2 separate regions of the Mus musculus genome follow, and region 1 is linked to region 2. The links are chromatin contacts, called in public HiChIP or PLAC-seq maps. All regions are on one chromosome and are shown on one strand. Each heading gives the region's core, a stretch centred on a gene start, on an enhancer-like site or on the middle of the called end of the contact. The rest is flanking DNA. Distances are from core to core; before and after follow the strand shown. Region 1 overlaps Zfp148 (zinc finger protein 148). Region 2 holds the start of Snx4 (sorting nexin 4).

Region 1 (2,700 bases), core at 9-2,508, 150 kb before region 2:
ACCAGAGGTGTGCTACCCTCCATGAATGAAAATAAATCAGATCTGATACCCAAATTAAAGACCTTGTCAAGATGACATTTCTAAGATCATTTTTAAAAGCAGTCTACTCTGCTTATAGACTTAAAGAAAGTATCCGTAAAGCTCATCTAACAAAAGTCTTAAATAGACAGGTGGTGACTTGCACCTTTAAGCCAGGCGTTCAGGTGAGTCTCTAAGAGTTCAAGGTCAGCTTGGTCTATAAGTTCCAGGGCTACATAGAGAAACCCAGTCTCCAAAAACAAAAACAAAACAAACAAAAGGTCTTAAGTAGAAACTATTCTATAAAGAATTCTCAAAACTCAATAGCAAATAAGCAAATTATCCTGATGCAACAAAAGATATCAAGCATTTCACACACACACACACAAAAAATCTGAAGAGAATAAAAACATAAAAAGATGATTAAAACCATTAGCCATCACAGCAAGTAACTAAATACACACTTAGCACACAACTCAGCAATTTTGCCATTGAACACCTATTTCAGAAAAGGGGGGAGCTTTTATTTACATAAAATCCTCATATTTTGGGGGCTGGGGAGATGGCTCAGCGGTTAAGAGCACTGACTGCTCTTCCAAAGGTCCTGAATTCAAATCCCAGCAACCACATGGTGGCTCACAACCATCCTTAACGAGATCTGACTCCCTCTTCTGATGTGTTTGAAGACAGCTACAGTGTACTTACATATAATAAATAAATCTTTTTTTAAGAAAATCCTCATATTGCCTGTACAAATTTGCACTAGCCCTTGGTTTACAATGGAAAACACTAAACATCCCTCAGGGCTCAGGGATGGCTCAGTAGATAAGGGCACTGGCTCTGTAAACACAAAGACCTGAGTTCAAATCTCCAGAGTTCACATAAAAAGCCAGGTGTTCTGTAATCCGGGCCCTGTGAGGGGTGAAGAAAGGACTGCAGGCCGCTAGCCTTGCTGCAGGTTCAGCAGGAGACCCTGTCTCACTGAAATGGGACAAAGAGCAACAAGAATGCTAGTCCTCCCTCTGGCCTCAGCACGGACACACACACACATACACCACAAACAAGCTCTCACTGGGGAAAGGTTACACCAAGTGTCTTTCTTTAACTTACACTACATACCAAGGAAATGGAACCCACAGAGCTAGGGGGGCAGGATGCCAGGAGTCAGGGAGCCACATTGTGAAGGGACAATCTTAGGGTGTGGCAAGAGGGGTGGCCTTTGTTGTGACTCAAGTTTTATATCTTCAATGTAGTGACTACATACCTTTCTACATGAGAAAAAACGGCACAAAATTATACATACACAAGCAGTGTAGGTCTAAAAAAATTTTAAACAAACAAATAAAACTACAAACTTAGTATTCTTATTAAGGGGAAAGTCCCACTGTCGATTTCTGGGTTTGGTAACTTACATCATGAAGGAAGCACAGCAGTCTTTCTGGTTTTGTTTTATTTTTGAGACAGAGTCTGATTTTGTAGCCCTACCTGGCCTGGATATTACTATATAAACGAGGCTGCCCTCAAAGTCAGAGAAATATGTTTGTTTTCCTGCCGGCTGGAATTACAGGTGTGAACCACCACACCCTGTTGCATAGCCACTTCCTATAATTTTTTCAAAATAAAGTTATCCTAAAAATAGCAAGAGTTGTGGGGCCAGCAGGTTTGGCAAGTAAAATGCACTTGCTGCCAACCCTAGGGGCCTGAGACTTTGCTCCTCGGAACCCACATGGTAGGTAGAGGGCAAGATTGAACTCCTACAAGCTGTCATTTGACCTCAACAGGTAAGCCAGGGCAATGGGTGCATGCACGCATGGACATAGACAGACAGATATACACACACATACATTCTCTCCCTCTACCCTCTTCTCTTTCAAGTAAATAAACAAAATACTGAGAGGAAAGGTAGGAGATGAGTCAGCAGTTAAGTGTTTGCTACAAAGCCCACGAGAGCTGGAGTTCAGATCCCAGCATCTATGTAATAACACAAATGCCTGCCAACTCCAGCTCTAAAGGGTCTGACACAGTCTTCCAGCCTCTGCTCACACACAAGCATGTGCACATACTCCCAAGATGCACATATGCACACAAGTAAAGAAAATCTTAAAGAAATACATAAGGAAGAGGCAGGAAACAGAATAGGTGGAAGTCTAGATGAAACAAGAATGGCCAACAACTGCTAATTGTAGAGTTTCTAAGACTTTGCTTTCTTTCCTCTATTTAAATTTGTCTACAACATTAATAAAAATGTAAGAAAGCCATTTCATCTATAAACCAAAGTATTAACAAGAGTTTCTCTTGTTTTTCTTTGCTAACATGCATTTCAATTCTGAAAAATCAACGTGATTCTATAGAATGATTTCTGGGCTCAGTGGGTAAAGGCATTTCCTGTAAACCCCAACAGCCTAAACTCAACCCCTTCTAACCAGGCAGGAGAGGACTGACTCCACAAAGCTGTCCTCAGACCCCACACACACATCATGTACATTTACACAATAATTAAACTTTAAAAATAAAGAAATACAAAATGATTTTCAGCAGGCTTAGCTAATAACTTGTATTTTGCCCTTTTACTCTCTGTGCGTGCGTGTAAGTGTGTTTGGTTTGGTTTGGTTTGGTTTGGTTTGGTTTGATTTGGTTTGGTTTGGTTTGGTTTGATTTGGTTTGATTTGGTTGAGAGTATTT
Region 2 (2,700 bases), core at 183-2,682:
CTGAAAGGGAAAACAACAGGAATGAAGAAAAGAAAAAGGAAAGAACAACAGGAGAGGGACAGAGAAGAACAGGCAGCGTAGAGGATTTTTTAGGACACTTAAAAGTTCATGTGACAGTGTGTAAACTATGGACTTTGGGTGACAACCTGGCCTCACCGCGTATAACATAAACGAGTCTGGTAAGAAGCGTGGACAAGGCACAAGTCTGAATATGAGAACTGAGTATACGGGAAAATCTCCCCATTTCTCTTTCAATTCTACAGCGACCTTAAAACTGTTCTCAAAAATCAAAGTCTTAGCCGGGCGTGGTGGTGCACGCCTTTAATCCCAGCACTCCTGGGAGGGGAGAGGGCAGATTTCTGAGTTCGAGGCCAGCCTGGTCTACAGAGTGAGTTCCAGGACAGCCAGGGCTATATACAGAGAAACCCTGTCTCGAAAAAACACAAAACAAACAAACAAACAAAAAGTTAAAGTCTTTAACTTATAAGCACACATAAATGGTTTAAGTAGTCAAAACCTCCAACTGCTGAGAAGTTCCTGGTTAGCTCTCTCGAAACTTAGTCCTCTCTAGAGACGCATCAATCATAAAAATGTACGGGTTACCTTAGCATGAATACCTACTGGGGGTGAGGGGGCAACAGCAAAATGGCTGGACAGGGGCTGAGCAACTGAGGGTCAGGGAGTTCAAATACAGGGCGCTAATGAGTTTCCTAAACATTTGTTCATCAGAGTCTACAAATCCGTCACGACCCTTTGGATGGATGCACTCACAGATTGACAACGCGACACTCCCTTAACTCAAAAGGTGAGAAACACCAGTTATCACCGAGGGGCGGGGATTGCAGGAGGAAACATTATAACGACATTACAGCTAAATGGAGAGTTCAACAAATGTTTCTTCCTCTGTCCCTTCTCTTTAACGTGACGCTGATGTCTATTTCCCGACGTGTCCATAGGCCAAGCCCCCCTTACTGCGCACACTCGCCTCTCACCAAGGGTGTAGCCGCCTCCCAGCGACCCCCTCGGCCGGCCGGAAACAGCAGCGAGCCTCTTCAGGGCCAGACCCCGGGGGACGCGCCCACTGACACCGCGGGCCACGCCACCACGGACACGCGTGACAACGCCCACGCGGCGCTCCGGCACGCCGCGCCTGTGAGTCCATTTCCACTCCGCATCGGGTCATCCTCCGGTCTCGGGACCGCACCCACCAGACCCAGCCAGGGCGGCCCGGCCCGGCCCGCTAGGCCCGGCCCCAGACCGGAAGCCTCCGCCGCCCCTCTCCTCACCGTGTCGACCCCTGAGCCGTCTTCTCGGGTGCCCTCGTTCTCCTCACCGACCGCGGCCTCCAGCACAGCGCCAGGGCCACCCAGCGGCTCCAGGGGTCCAGGCTGCAAGAGCTTCTCGGGGTCCGGAGGTGCCTGCTCCATAGCTGTAGTTTGGCACCGCGAGTCCAGTGCGCCTGCGCGGGGCCTTGACTCCAGCCGCCCCGCCCTCTGCTTGTGGTAGCTCCGCCCTGCGCTCTCGGTAGTCCCGCCCCTGCCCACAGAAACTCCTCCTAGGCAGCGGAGACCCCAGAACGCTGGACCACCAGCCAAGACCTGCGACCGAGGGAGGTAGGGGAAAGCTAGGGCGACTACAGAGGGTTGGCTACAAAACTGGTAATCTGGGAGAGCCGGTAAAGACATAAAGAAACTAAAGTGAAGTGAACTCAAGAAGTGCAGAAGCCACTCAGATTGGCGATCCCCTCAAGTAATTGTGTCATTAAAAAGAAAGGGAGATTGTCTTGTGACCATCGCCCTTACCTTGCATTCACAATTCCGTTTCCCCTCGCAAAGACCAGAGCAGCATCAATTATTAACTTTTAGAGAGTTGAGTAACGCATTCAGCAAAAGATAACGCCTAAAGATTTGAGAGGTAAGATGGCTGAAGCAGGCTGGAGAGCGCCATTGTTAAGTAAGTGTTTAAACTTTAGACGCTAAAGCAATTTAATTTTCTACAAGTCTCTTGTAATTTCCTGAACCTACCCCTTGGCAAGATTCCCTGTGGTGACCTGAAGAGAAATGTTCACTGACTGTAGCCTAAATATGGGACCTTTGGGTTGGTATTTTTGTACAAAACCTGGTCTCGGACCAAAACTGATTCTTGCCAAACATCCTTTTCCGGGTTGTGAAGCACAATTTCTTCCTCCTGGAGTTTTCTCCCTGGCTTGGTGGCAAAGTTCCATTCATGCTCAAAGCACTTTCTCTTGTTATTTTACAATAATTTGTTCTAAATCCAGCTTCCTCCAGCTAGACTCTAGACTTCTTTAATGCAGGGACCCCTTCTCCTATCCTTTCCCTGTTCCTTCCTTACAGAGCCTGGACTATTTATGTATTTAGGTATTTTATTGTTCGCCAGGGATTAGTTAGGTCCGGCAAACCCCCAGAAAACATGTTTTTAAATCAGAAGACTTTTTTTTTTTTTTTCCGAGACAGGGTTTCTCTGTGTAGCCCTGGCTGTCCTGGAGCTCACTCTGTAGATCACCAGGCTGGCCTCGAACTCAGAAATCTGCCTGCCTCTGCCTCCCGAGTGCTGGGACTAAAGGCGTGCACCACCACCACCCGGCAGAAGACTATTTTATTAATCACACAAGGATAGATTTGTTCTCATTATCTTGTGATCTTTTCCCAGTTTCTGAGATCTCAGAAAACTAGATCCTAA

Evidence for each region. HiChIP or PLAC-seq counts read pairs in DNA pulled down with a chosen protein or histone mark.
Region 1: a contact with region 2 is called in an HNF4G HiChIP or PLAC-seq map of pancreatic cancer cells. The contact joins the enhancer-like site here to the promoter of Snx4 in region 2. A contact is called at or near these places in 1 of 39 promoter capture datasets (macrophages), 1 of 484 Hi-C or Micro-C datasets (LSK cells), 4 of 115 datasets of contacts at active chromatin or transcription factors (effector CD8 T cells, extraembryonic endoderm stem cells, memory CD8 T cells and 1 more) and 1 of 9 other capture datasets (adipose tissue).

Annotation. Positions count from the first base shown.
Region 1 is chr16:33,402,714-33,405,413 of GRCm38.p6, reverse strand. All of the region lies in intron 1 of Zfp148 (zinc finger protein 148), which reads right to left. Among named protein-coding and RNA genes, the nearest start is that of Zfp148, 23 kb to the right of the region's middle. Within about 2 kb of position 1,258, at least 21 of the 459 cell types and tissues checked have an H3K27ac peak or open chromatin away from gene starts, as enhancers often do. A contact at or near this core is called in memory CD8 T cells and pancreatic cancer cells, where this site is marked.
Region 2 is chr16:33,250,188-33,252,887 of GRCm38.p6, reverse strand. Snx4 (sorting nexin 4) reads right to left here and starts at 1,432. Exons shown (of 14, transcript NM_080557.2): 1 at 1,287-1,432. The coding sequence starts at 1,427.